Regions from separate parts of the Mus musculus genome. Here regions 1, 3 and 4 are each linked to region 2. A link is a contact called in public ChIA-PET data. All regions are on one chromosome and are shown on one strand. Each heading gives the region's core, a stretch centred on a gene start, on an enhancer-like site or on the middle of the called end of the contact. The rest is flanking DNA. Distances are from core to core; before and after follow the strand shown. Region 1 holds the start of Nrros (negative regulator of reactive oxygen species). Region 2 has its middle 24 kb from the start of Zdhhc19. Region 3 overlaps Lrch3 (leucine-rich repeats and calponin homology (CH) domain containing 3). Region 4 has its middle 21 kb from the start of Bex6.

The links. ChIA-PET counts read pairs in DNA pulled down with a chosen protein or histone mark.
Region 1: an RNA polymerase II ChIA-PET map of memory CD8 T cells shows a contact between it and region 2, with 36 read pairs. The contact joins the promoter of Nrros here to the enhancer-like site in region 2. A contact is called at or near these places in 3 of 39 promoter capture datasets (the C10 cell line, the HPC-7 cell line and pre-B cells) and 6 of 115 datasets of contacts at active chromatin or transcription factors (VIP interneurons, embryonic stem cells, memory CD8 T cells and 1 more).
Region 3: an RNA polymerase II ChIA-PET map of memory CD8 T cells shows a contact between it and region 2, with 17 read pairs. The contact joins two enhancer-like sites. A contact is called at or near these places in 1 of 115 datasets of contacts at active chromatin or transcription factors (memory CD8 T cells) and 1 of 9 other capture datasets (liver).
Region 4: an RNA polymerase II ChIA-PET map of memory CD8 T cells shows a contact between it and region 2, with 13 read pairs. The contact joins two enhancer-like sites.

Annotation. Positions count from the first base shown.
Region 1 is chr16:32,164,167-32,167,169 of GRCm38.p6, reverse strand. Nrros (negative regulator of reactive oxygen species) reads left to right here and starts at 1,576. Exons shown (of 3, transcript NM_001347181.1): 1 at 1,576-1,790.
Region 2 is chr16:32,518,891-32,522,052 of GRCm38.p6, reverse strand. No RefSeq gene overlaps it. Among named protein-coding and RNA genes, the nearest start is that of Zdhhc19, 24 kb to the right of the region's middle. Within about 2 kb of position 1,497, at least 108 of the 459 cell types and tissues checked have an H3K27ac peak or open chromatin away from gene starts, as enhancers often do. A contact at or near this core is called in the HPC-7 cell line, memory CD8 T cells, pre-B cells and 1 more, where this site is marked.
Region 3 is chr16:32,970,757-32,973,965 of GRCm38.p6, reverse strand. It overlaps Lrch3 (leucine-rich repeats and calponin homology (CH) domain containing 3), which reads right to left. Exons shown (of 21, transcript NM_001081255.1): 7 at 1-86. Among named protein-coding and RNA genes, the nearest start is that of Lrch3, 58 kb to the right of the region's middle. Within about 2 kb of position 1,270, at least 44 of the 459 cell types and tissues checked have an H3K27ac peak or open chromatin away from gene starts, as enhancers often do. A contact at or near this core is called in memory CD8 T cells, where this site is marked.
Region 4 is chr16:32,199,207-32,202,578 of GRCm38.p6, reverse strand. No RefSeq gene overlaps it. Among named protein-coding and RNA genes, the nearest start is that of Bex6, 21 kb to the right of the region's middle. Within about 2 kb of position 1,733, at least 110 of the 459 cell types and tissues checked have an H3K27ac peak or open chromatin away from gene starts, as enhancers often do. A contact at or near this core is called in memory CD8 T cells, where this site is marked.

The sequences.
Region 1 (3,003 bases), core at 327-2,826, 350 kb after region 2:
TTATAAAAATAAAAGTATATTAAAAAAAAAAGAAAAAAGAACATTCCTAATGTGACATACACCTGTAACCCCAGCATTTGGGAGGCTGAGACTGGAAGTTCATACCTGTAAAATAAAAATAAAATATAGCCGGGTGTGGTGGCACACACCTTTAACTCTCAGGAGTTAGAGGCAGGTGGATCTTTATGAATTTGAGGCCAGCCTCATCTATATACTGAATTCCCAAACAGCCAAGGCTATGTAGAAAGAGCCTGTCTCAAATAAATAAATAAATAAATAAATAAATAAATGTTTTAAATATGAATACAAGCCCTTTCTTGGAAAAGAAGCTTGGTGCTAGAGATAAGAGTTAGCCACACACTGGTAGACACAAAGGAAAAAGTTTGAGTCAGAAACCTTAGTGTGACACAATTTTCTCTACACTTGTTTTCTTCTTCAATGGTGCCATCATTGTTACCTTTACAAGTGAATAAATGTGTGTGTGTGTGTGTTTACATATATATGTAAAACAGTTAAAGTGGAAGAGGCCATGAATTTGGAAGAGAACAGGGTGGGATATATAGGAATGTTAGAGGGAGAAGGGGGAGGGAGAAATTATATTTTAATCTCAAAAAAAATTTAAAGGCTGTATAATTAATTTACATAGTTTTTTGAACGAACCCCCCCCCCCCAGCCCTCATCCCCGTTGCTTCCTGCTGCAGGGCATGGAGCCGCCCTTTGGTGTGGTTTGTATACTCAGTGAGACTCCCTTGAGAGATGATTTTTCCTTTGTGGATGGTTGGGGCTGGGAGCTCATGTCTTTTTCTCCATCTTAGAGCTGGGACTAGGTCAGGTCTGGATCCGTGCAGACGCTAGCTAGGCATGCTGCCACAGTTGACAGTGAACTTTCTACACAGCATTATCAAAACAACGCTGTTGAACACCCGTACTCAATAGAGCCAAGAAGTTTATGGTACTATCTGCAACGCGGGGTCAGTTAAAAACCAGTAGACAAAAACCTTTCTTTTTCTTCCATTTGTCCTTCTTGTTTATTTTGTGTGTGTGTGACAGGTCACACGAATCCCAGGGCAACCCCAAACCTGCTCTTTGGGCTGGGATGACCTTGTACTCTGATCCTCCTGCTTCAACCTCTCCAGGGTTGGGATCACAGGTGCGTGCTGCCATTGCCGACTTCCTTTTCCCTTTATTTATTTTCTTAATTTTTAAGAAGTACGGTGCCCAGAAAAGATGATTAGTTAAGGACTGACTGAGTAGATGAAAACAGACGACTGGATGGATGACCCTTCTAAATGGCGGACTCGTCCCCCTTTCCAATTAAACAAATTTGTGTTGCCCTTCACTGAATTCTGCCCCAAGCTGGCCCTTGGATAGAAGCCTGTAGAAGAGTTCCTGGAACAGCAGACCACAAGCCAGGACTCCTAGTTCCCATGTGCCATCAAAGCAGGAGCCACAAGAGCATGCTTAGCGACGACCTAACAGAGCTTGGCAGGCTGCACCTGTAGAGTGACAGCCCTGCTGGTGAGGGGCCATGTGCTACCTGCATCCTCGTCCAACCCCACCCCCACCCCACCCCCCGCGGTGGCAGTTCCTTCTAAGACGCGGGCTGAGTGCTGAGTCGCTGAGAGGCGAGCTCTCCATGTGACTTCAGTTTCCGTTGGTTCCTTCCGCAAGTGCTAAAATAATCTGATGCCCCAGAGCGAGTAGGCAGCGCAGCAGCGGCAAGTGCTGTCCAGGAGGCTGGGGCCCTGGAGACGATGCGCCCCGCGGAGCCGCCTGGGCCTGCGGGAGCAGTGAGTATTTCTTGCGTGGGTTCGTTGAGCATTGCCGGGCTACAAGAGGTGGGCGAGCTGGGACCGGGTTGGGTGGTGGGAGGTTAGGCATCAGCTCCCCCACCCCACGCACGCCGCGCTCAGGCTCATTGTGAAGTTGTGGTATCCAGTCTCTCCGCCTCTGGGCTGGATTTGGGGGGGGGGCTACACCTTTGGTGTAGGTGGAAGTCTCAGGAACTCTTACAGCTGAGAGAGGAGGTGTGTGATGTGGGAGAGGCACGTAGGGCTTTACAACCAGCTATGGTTTGATTCCTGGCTCTTTCAGGGAGAGTGTGAACAGGTTAGGGAACTTTTCGGAGCCTCCTTTTTTTTCCTCATCTACACAGTGGTCAGTGCTCCTTGCCTAGTCTGAGTGACCGGACGTCATGAGAGGACGCTGTGAACACTCAGCATACGGGTGTTTGCATCGACTCCTTTGCCCATCAACATAAATTGAGACCCACCATTACACAGGCAAAGACACGGAAATCCATCCACAGTCGCACTTACTTAACCGGGATCTTCCCAGGGTCAGCTGTGTGTGTACATCCAGAAGACAGCAAAAGCCCTTCTCCTAGAGCCTTTGTCCTGGGTAACTTGTGCTGGGGTATTATTTGGTCCACAGCTACCCAAGTGTCAGAGAGAGAGATTAGAGCCAGGCTCTCCTGACTCCTGCTCAGTGCTCTGCTGTGGTCCTCTCGGCCTCTGCAGGCACAGACACACATCCATGGACCTACCCACAGGCTCGCTCGCACTCAGGAGCTGGGCAGGGAAAAGCACTGCTCTCCCTGCAGTTGCTAGCTCACCATTGCGCTGCGGCGATGACCACGTGCCCCACTGTAACTAGGATCGGAGCAGACTAAGGAAGGCTTTCCAGTGTCTCTCTCTGCTACTGACCGTGAGGTACGGACAGTTTTCACGGTGTTTGAGGCCTGGGGACACCCCCTATGAGCTTTATATGTGAGCCCCAGAGTTCCTAGAGGGGGTTATAGACTCATGGGCCCAGAAAAACAAAAAACAAAACAAAACAAAAAACCTCAACACTTAGGTTAAAATCAAAACCAAACAGCCTCACAAGAGAAGGTGCCTTCATTTGACTGGTCCTTCGAGAGAACTCTGGACAATGGTACACACTCCACCAGGCTGTCCTGGAGCTCATTAGCTTCTAAGCCAATCTCCACTGGCCTGACTTGTG
Region 2 (3,162 bases), core at 248-2,747:
CTAAATTGCCAGATTTTCAAGGCAAATACCTTTACCTGTGAGCCATCTCACAGGTAAACTTGTTATTTAAGGTACTGTCTCTCACCGAACCTGGAGCTCACCCTTTTGGCTGGAATAGCTGGATGGGGAATCCTGATCCATTTGTCTCTGTCCTCCAGCAGTGGGGTCACAGGTGTGCCAATCAGGGCCTCAGACTCACACAGAAGGCGCTCGCCTACGGAGCCCTAGCCTCCTGTATACTTCCAATGCATATAGTTTAAGCAACAATAAAGCTCAGTAAGGTGGCTAAAATTTACAAAAGTAGCCGGGCAGTGGTGGTGCACACCGTTAATCCCAGCACTTGGGAAGCAGAGGCAGGTGGATCTCTGAGTTTGAGGCCAGCCTGGTCTACAGAGGACAGACAGGGCTACACAGAGAAACAAAACAGCAACAGTAAACAAAATAACAAGAAGAAGCAAGAGCAGGCAACAGTTGTCAGAAATGTTTATAGAAAGAAGACAGGCAGCCTCCAGAGTAGTGGCACATGTTTGCAATCCAGGTACTTGGCACTGACACAGGAGGGTCTTGACTTTGAGGTCAGCCTAGGCAACATTGTAAGATCCTGTCTCAATAAAGCTACAAGGAGGAGGGAAAGGGAAGAAGAAATGAGGGGGTTGAGGGAGTGTTCCTAAAATATTCACAGGATTCATCTCTGATCACAAGATTACGAAAGATTTTAATTTTCCTCTTTCGGTTTTTGATGCTCTAAAATTTTTTCAAAGTATATCTGGGCAATGAGGTATATTCTGTAGTCCCAGTTGCTCAGGAAGCTGAGGCAGGAGGATTATTTGAACCCAGGAGTTTGAAGCTAATTTTGGCAACATCATAAGACATTAGTTTAAAAAAAAATAACAACAGCGATAACAACAACCAAAACTAAGACATGTTCAGCTTCTGTAATAAGAAATACAAAAGCATTAATTTGAAAACAAAAGCAATTTAGTAAGTTCAGAGATTTTTGTGATCAGCAACAGCAGCCATTAAAAGGGCTTGCGTGTGGGTTGCTGTGTGTGACAGAGCTGTGATAATAAGACGCAGTCTTAGGCTTGATGGTCCTGCCTTAGCTCTGCTACCGGCTGCTACATGGCCTTAGATTGGTCAGGTTCTCGGTTAGTTTCTATAATTCAGAAGTCTCTTAGCAGTCCCACGGCACAGCAAAGGCTGGGGAGTTATATACAGCCACTTCACACATTGTCTTAGCTTCAAGGCACTAAAGCGAATACAAGGGGATTTTAGAAAAGCTTTGCTTAGGGTGTGTGTGTGTGTGTGTGTGTGTGTGTGCTTTTTAAATCAATAAAAAGAGAGTGGGATAATCTCTGAAATACAGTTCCTGGAACTGAACGTTTTTTTGAGGTTTCTCTTAATGGGTATCAGAAGTCGCCTCTCACCCACAGCCAACCACAAGCGCAGCTGCTGTGCCTTGCCGGTGCCCTGCTGGAACCAGAACCAGCAGTGTGCAATCGCTCGCCTTCATCCTCTGCCGTGTTTACCCTGCCTGTGGCTGCTTGGCTGGGCCAGAGAGCTGACTTCACTGTTTTCTCTTCACGCTCACCCAGCCATCCTCTTGTCCCCCACACCCTAACCCGTCTTCAGCTTGGCCTCATCTTGGTCTGGGTGGTCCTAACTGCCTTCCTTCACCCCTCTGTTTTATGTTTGCGAATGTAATCCACACTGGGCACAGATCATGCTCACGACCTGTTTGTTAGTTCTCTCCCTTGGAGGTGGCTTTGGGGAGGTTAAGACAGTCTCACGTAGCCTAGGCTGGCCTCTAACTTCCTATGTAGCTGAATCTGGTCTTGAACTCCCGATTCTTGATGTTTCCACCTATCTCCCCATGCTGGGATGGCAGGCACCACCACCGGTCCTTGTGACAGGCAGCACCTTGTTAGTTCTCCTTGAACCAGTGTTCACCTCTCACGCCCAGCCTGGAAGCCGCTATTAAACTTTAAGGGTGACAACAGAGGAAAGGCAGAGGAACAGATCGGTGGCAGAACTTCCAAAGGTGAGGAAGACAGCCCCAAGGGATGCTAACGAGGCCCCTGGAAGAAGGATCTAGAAGGCTAGCTGCTCTGTAAGGGAAGGGGGCTGGCTCTCCACAGTTCACTGTGCCGGGGCGTGTGTGAAGACCGTGTGATAACCCTCTTGTGTTCACAGCTTGCCTGTAACTCAGATTCTTAGCCTATCAGACTAGGTGCCAGCATCGCCTGGGAGATCCACGTAGGAGTGAGCTTAGTTCTCTGCCTGTCTTTCTGTTTCTTCCTGGTTCCTTTTCACTATGCCCCAACCCCAGTCTTCTATCTGCCCCACAATAGGCACCCGACACCCAGTCAGAGGTCAGCAAACTTTCTCAGTTAGAGATCTGGCCTAAGTCTCTGCACAACTCACCTCAGAGAGGAGGGTCAACTGCTGGGCCAGGGACTGGCAACTGGTTGGTGGACATTATTCTCTAGACCCATCATCCTGCCTGGGTCATAGCCAACCCTGAAGACAGTGACCTTAGGCAAGTCATCTCTGGGTCCCTTTAATGTTCTGTGAGACATAGCACCTGCCCTCAGGGGCTGTTGGGAGCAGTGGGAGGGAGCACGGCCTCCCAAACGTAGTCACTCAAGTTTCTGTTGAGGATCGTACACCAGGACATCGCATGCACCGTCACTTCCCTGGGCATCTGTGGATCAGTCAACTTGAAATCATCTCAGTCTGTGGAAAATAATGACTGTGTTGAAGAGTATAGTCCACGTGCAATCTGATGAACATAGGCACCCTCTCTTGTCACTTTTTTGTTGTTGTTGTTGTTGTTTTTCGAGACAGGGTTTCTCTGTGTAGCCCTTGCTGTCCTGGAAGTCACTCTGTAGACCAGGCTGGCCTCGAACTCAGAAATCTGCTTGCCTCTGCCTCCCGAGTGCTGGGATTAAAGGCGTGTGCCACCACACCCGGCCCCTCTTGCCACTTTTAAGCAAATTCATCAAAGACAAACCTGTGTCCTGGCTGGGGAGATGGCTCAGTGGGTAAAGTGCTTGCTACGTGGACATGAGGAGCTAAGGTTGGATTCCCAGAACTCACGTAAAAGCTGAGCACCGTGTCCTGTATCTGTAGTCTAGTACCAGGGGAGGGCAGAGACAGGTT
Region 3 (3,209 bases), core at 21-2,520, 450 kb before region 2:
CTGACCATCTCTTATCACCACTATCCACACTATTGAAGCCTGAATCCAGGGCTCCGTAAGGACGGCCTGAGTACAGTTCTTCATGGCTGTCCAAAATAAGTGTTACATGTTACTATGAGGTTTTATATTTTTCAAAGTAGCATTTGAAATTAACCAGTTATAATTTTATTAACCAACACGCTCATGACACTTGGCCACATAAATATTTGAGCTAAGTGAGCATTCTCTGAACTTTTAAAGAAGAAAATCCCAAATAGGAACAAAGTAAACAGAATAGTACGAGGCCCCAAACTCAGTATCCAGTTTGAAAAGTACCACTGCTCAACTTTGTTTTCACTGCACTCAGTTTTAATGCCATCTTACCAAGCAGTGGATTTCTCCTAACAGCCTCTCATACTTGGTGCCAGCACACTTTGTCGCCATGGGTTCATCTCCCTCCCTCCCTCCCTTCTAGCTGTTTTCTTTCTCCCTTTCTGCTTTTCAGCACAGGTCTTCCACTGCCCTCTCTTTCCATTTCCTTAAGATCTCTTCCTCCACTCTCATGATCCTCTTTCACACACAATGATGCTAGCTTTCACACACATGCAAATGCAGGTCGGTCCTCACACAAACATCATCCTTATCTGGCTTTGGCAGTAGTGAAATCCTGACTTCCCCGGGTAAGTTTGGCAGTGTTCTTTCTCTGCCAATGGACAGCACTGGTGCTAGCTACTCTTTAAATTTTGTGCTGTTTTGAGATAGGGTTCACTATCTCACCTTGGATGTCCTGGAACTCATAATGTAGACAAAGATGAGCCAGAACTCACAAAGATCCATGTGCTGCTGCCCCTGAGTACTGGATTAAATTTGTGTGCCAACACACCTGGCTTGTTTTTATCTTTAATAATATTCTTCCAAATAAAATTTACATATATTTAAATATTAGGAGTATAATCTTAACAAAATACTGTATCTTTGTAATTCTATCACAACAGAAGACATTTCTATTTGCCAGAACTGTTCTCATACACTTCTATGTAGTTAATTCTGGTCACCTTGTTATTGTTGTTAGGGTAAACGACTGCTCTGAGGTGTTTAGGTCTTAAATGGGTACGGAAACTTGAGTAACAGTTACTAAGGAACATATAACCATCAAAGAATCTCAGATCTTTTACTAAGCATCAGCAGTGCAAGATGCCACATCCTGACTCATGGAAGACCCTGAGACAGGCCAAACCGACTGTCAGAAGCAGTCAGCTGTCTGCTGGGTCTTGTGGTAGAAAAGAGAACTGGCTTAGCTGGGGGCAGGGAGTGCGGGGAAATGGAATTGTCGTGCATGCTGGCTGTGCCAGTGGCTAATGAGTAGCTAGTTCCCCAAACTCACAGAACTACCCACTCCACCTGGTAGAGGTTACTGTTTGTCTGAAAGCTCTGCTCCTGCACTTCTGTAAACAGTGCCTGAGCACCCTGGCTGCTCTACAGCCTCACTTTTGCTATGTCACTTTTCTTCAACTGTGGCTCTGTATGGATATCTAGTCTTAATTTGCATTCCTGTGATCAATAACAATATTGAGTACTTTGTTGTGTATGTACTGACCATATAAATCTCTTTCTGAAGAGTCCTTTCAAGCTCATTTCTCATTGGGTTTTTTTATTACTAAGTTGCAGGTATTAGTTGTACATCTGGATGCAGGTTGCTTTACAAATAGTTTCCCAGGCCATGGCTGCTAACATTTTCTTCTGATGGATAGCTTCTCCCAGGTTTGATGAAGTCTAACTTATTCTTTCTTTTATAGCTGCCATTGTCTCTGTGATCCGCAGTGTGTGTGTGTGTTCCTCAATCACTCCCCACTTTATTTTCCAGCACTGTCTTGCATTGCACCTGGAGCTCAGAGTTGGCTAGACTGGCTGGCCAGTAAGTTCTAGGAATCTGCCCGTCTCTGCCTCCCCAGTGCAAGGATTACAGATGTGAATCGCCATGCCCAGGCTTTTAGGTGGGTGCTGGGGATCTAAACTCAAGTCCTTAAGCTTTCAATTGAGCGGTCTCCCAGCCCCAGAGGTACACTTTCAGGAGTTTTATACCTTTACTTATTGTTTCTTTTTAAACATACTTTTAAAGTTGAGCTTAATTAGAAATCTAAAAAAATAGCAAATCAAATTAAAAAAATTAGTGCATCAGTATTTTACCTAATAAAATCTTCCTAGGTAGAAAAGCAACTTTAAATTGTAAATTTAAAATAAATGGTGTTTTTTTTTTTTTTTTTTGTGGTAGTTGTTTTTTTAAAACAGGGTTTTATTCTGTCCAAATTGGCCTCGAATTTTTGATCCTCCTGTTTCCATCTCTCAAGTGCTAAGGTTACAGGCATGTCCAGCTAACATCTTCTGTATAACTATCTTCTGATAGTGACTTTGATACTCCATATTACTTTGGTTCATGAACATAATTTTTATGAGTTATAAAGTCATGTCACAGTGTAACAGAACATAAAAGGACAACTGGACACTATCACTTAACCTCTGTAAAACAGTCGGGACCTTTCTGTTCACTTGTTAAACATAACAGACCTGCATGTGAAGGCAAGGCAGCTTTCAAGGCTTGCCACTTTCTATACTGATACAGGGGAGTTCAGGTGGGCAGTACTCAGTTCCCTATTAGACAGCTGTCCCTGCACTATGTCTAATAAACCTTTTTTCTTTTCTTCCTTTTTTTGAGACAGAGTTTCTCTGTGTAGTACTGGCTGTCCTGGGACTCTCTCTGTAGACCAGGCTAGCCTAGAACTCAGATCTGCCTGCCTCTGCCTTCTGAGCACTGGGATTAATGTTGTGTGATAATACCACCAGCTTAAATTTATTTCCTTAACGACAAATGAAAGGTACTACTTTATAGACAATAATATAAAGATCTATCTGTCCAAAGTGTGAAAAGATATACATGAAAAACAGATTTATCTTTTGGCATTTTTTTTCCTACCTGCCCCCACAGAGATCATTTAACTTAAAAGCAGAAACAAAACAAAAAGTAAAAAAACTTCTCAGCATAATTATAAATTTACTTTTCTAAAGAAAAATTTCTCTAACTTTATATTTAATAATTCACATTACACTAAAGTTGGTAAAGTAGTATAATGAATAAGATTTTTTTGGATAATATTCCTAAGATTTGTCTGAAAGCCCAGACCTTAAGGTATCCTGTGCGTTTCAACACAGCAAACTCAGGCCAAGGTGACCAA
Region 4 (3,372 bases), core at 484-2,983, 320 kb after region 2:
AGTTTCTTTTCCTCTTGCTATAAAGATGACCTGGCAAAAGCAACCTAAGAGAGAAGGGGTCACAGCAGGGATTTCAAAACCTCGTGAGCTTGAGGGCAGTGGTCACATTCATCCACTGTCGTAGAGACAAGGAATGTGCACATGCTGGTGATCAGCTCGCTTTCTCCTGCCTGGGGAATGATGCTGCCCGCAGTGGGCAGAACTTCCCATTTCCACTAAGGCAATCAAGATCATCCCCCAAAGTCATGTGTGTTTCCCCGGGTGAATTCTGCATTATCAAGTTGACATCATTCACTTTTGATATTTTCTCCATTTTTCCCTGACTGTCAGGGTTATGGATCAATCCATCCATATAATTACCATCCAGTCTCCATGGAACTTAGAGACACAGCATGAACGAGCACGTTTCACCTAGATCCATCATATTTACCTCCAACCACCTGGAAGGCAAGGGCTTCTGTTTCTCATGTCTCCATGCTTCTCATTCACTTGCTGGATCTTTGGTTGACAGGGTAGGAGGGCAAGGACTCTACCTGCAGTCAGGCATGTAGCATTGTACACACATGGATGCCACAGGGAAGTTGCCTGGGAACAGGACATGCGTAGTTGGGTATCAAAACAGAGGTAATGAAGAATTCTGCAAAGATCCCCGGAAAATGTGATTCTAGGACCTTCTGGTTTTTTTCACCAAAACCTACAGGCACAGCACCCTAAATAACCTTTCCACACCAATGTCACAGCAGAGGCTTTGTGGAGAATACGATCTCTCAAGAGAGTGCCTAAGTCACCAGTCTCTTGCATGATTTTACCTGCTGGATTTCAGGGAAGTCACTGGCCCTTTCTGAACCTCAGCCTCTGGTCTGTGAATGAATTGTAACAACACAGTCCCAACCCCTCACATGACTGAGGTACTAGACTAAGGCGCTAATGGAAGATGGTTTCATGTGTAACCATTTCTAGCTAGGCTGTTGTGGTACACGTCCCTATTTCCAGCACACTGGAGGTAGAGGCAGGCAGATTTCTGAGTTCTAGGCCAGCCTGGTCTACAGAATGAATTCCAGGACAGCCAGGGCTACACAGAGAGAATACGCCTCAGGGAGGAGAGAGGGAGGGAGACCTACTTTTAAAACTGGCTCTAGACTGAACCAAAGAGGGACGAGGGACACAGGTTTTAGACCGTTTCTGTAGGGCTCTGTAAAGCTGCCTCTGAACCACCCTGGGAGAATGCGACGGATCTGGGATATAGTCTGTTTACTTGCAATTTCCAGGGAGATTCCATATCGTCTTCTGGTAACGCAGATCGAAGCATGTTTTATAGTGCACATTTCCTTATCATTTGTTGTTTAGCTTTCTGGTGCAGTTGGAGCCTGGGAGTATTTTGAGGGTAAGAAAAGAAGCTATTCATCTTTATATCCTGTCCAGGACAACGGGGCCCTAGGGCCCCCGGCTTGTTGACCTGACTGTATTGTTCTTTCTTCTCTGGAACTCGGAAATAGGCTGGCCGGGGTTCTTTGTCCGCTTTACACGGTATATTTGCAGAGTTCAAAACAACCCTTGCTTTAATTAGGCTTGTGTTTTCTCTCCTGTTAAATTTAATTTCCCCGCTGTTATTGTATGGCCCGGGATGGGGCCGGAAGCGTTGACATCGAGGAAGGGAGCACCTGTTTCTGCTTCAGGGCCATTACTGTTCCCTGCAGAGCCTGGTGAGGCCCCCTCCCCCTCCCTCTGCTTCCTTATCAAGTGAAATCGGACACTGATGGAAATTGACAGAGGCAGGCAGAGAAGCTAGAGCCAGCCCTCCAGGGAAACCGGAAAGCAGAAGAGAACTCTGCGGGGACCCCCCTCCCCATCTGCCTCTCTTTTGGCATCTCCATTTCCTCACCACCTCTGGCTTCACTGTTTTCATCTGGGGGATGGCATCTGGGGTTACAAAGGGCTTTAGGGGTCGTGAAACCCTCCTCCTTGCTCCAGTGCACTCCGGACGATCCTTCTCCTCGGTGCAGTTGACATTTCCAGAGATGGGATTTTGCCGCTCCCCCTGAAGATCATTTGGCCTTGTGTTACCCTGTAGTCTGCCTGCAGTGGTCCCGTGGGACAGCTCTGGAGTCTCCTGTTTCTAGTTCACCCCCTGAGGAAGCCCCTTGAAAGCAAGAGTTTCTCCGAAACTTACAAACCGGAAGGGGAGTCAGGAAGGGGGGCTGTGCAGGAAGGAAATGAGAACAAAGATCTGAGGGCCCTTGTTATTAGACGCGTTCTCACGACCGGCCAGGAAGAACACCACAGACCAGAATCTTCTGCGGCAAAGCTTTATTCTTACATCTTCAGGAGCCAGGGTGCAGGAAGCAAGAGAGCAAGAAGCAAGAGAGAGAGAAAACGAAACCCCGTCCCTCTTAAGGAGCATTCTCCTTCGCCTCGGACGTGTCACTCCCTGATTGGCTGCAGCCCATCGGCCGAGTTGACGTCACGGGGAAGGCAGAGCACAAGTAGTCATAAGATACCCTTGGCACATGCGCAGATTATTTGTTTACCACTTAGAACACAGCTGTCAGCGCCATCTTGTAACGGCGAATGTGGGCGCGGCTCCCAACATCTCCCCCTATCCTTTTAATAAGAGCAAATAGGCCACCCATATTAATGAGAGTGGAGATAGAGGTCAAATCCCCAGTGTGTAGGTAAAGGAGCCATGTACAGGATTAGCTCTTAGGCTTACAGGCTTTTACCCAGAGCAACCCTGACCTGTTCCCGTGTCGTTTTGCCTGGGGGAAGGGAACTAGGACACTGAACCTTCATGAAAGATGACATGTCTCCCTAGAATAGGCTCATATATGCCGCAGAGCCTTTCCATTGCAGTGCTTAGCCTTGCAACTCTCTCGGGCTGCTGAAGCACACTCACTCTATCCCGTGCAATGAGACTAGCCTCGTGGGATATAAGAGCTGAGTGGCCAGCGACCTATTGCCTAAGCATAGATATATCAGGGGAAGCTCCATGTTCTAGTCCTGCAAGCGCCTGGGCAATAACCACCTTGTCTCTCCTAGTTTGGGCCTTAAGCTTACAGACCAATCAAAGAAGCAACACTAATCCACAGCAAAGTGTATCTCCAAATAATATTAATCCCACCCATTTTTTAAAGAAAGAAAATGCTGAGGAGATCCAATTGGGTAATCCTTTGGTCAGGGACAGGTCCAAGCGCGTGGAGTTGACCTGAAGTCTCAATTCCCGAAGGATCTGTTCAAATTCAGCCATCCAATTCTGTAACATATACTGAAAAAGACCTTTTGACAATTTAGCTGCCCTAGTAAATTTAACATACTGAATGGAAATAACACACAATCCCGGAAACTTTTGTTCACATCCCTGCTGAGTTATTTGTC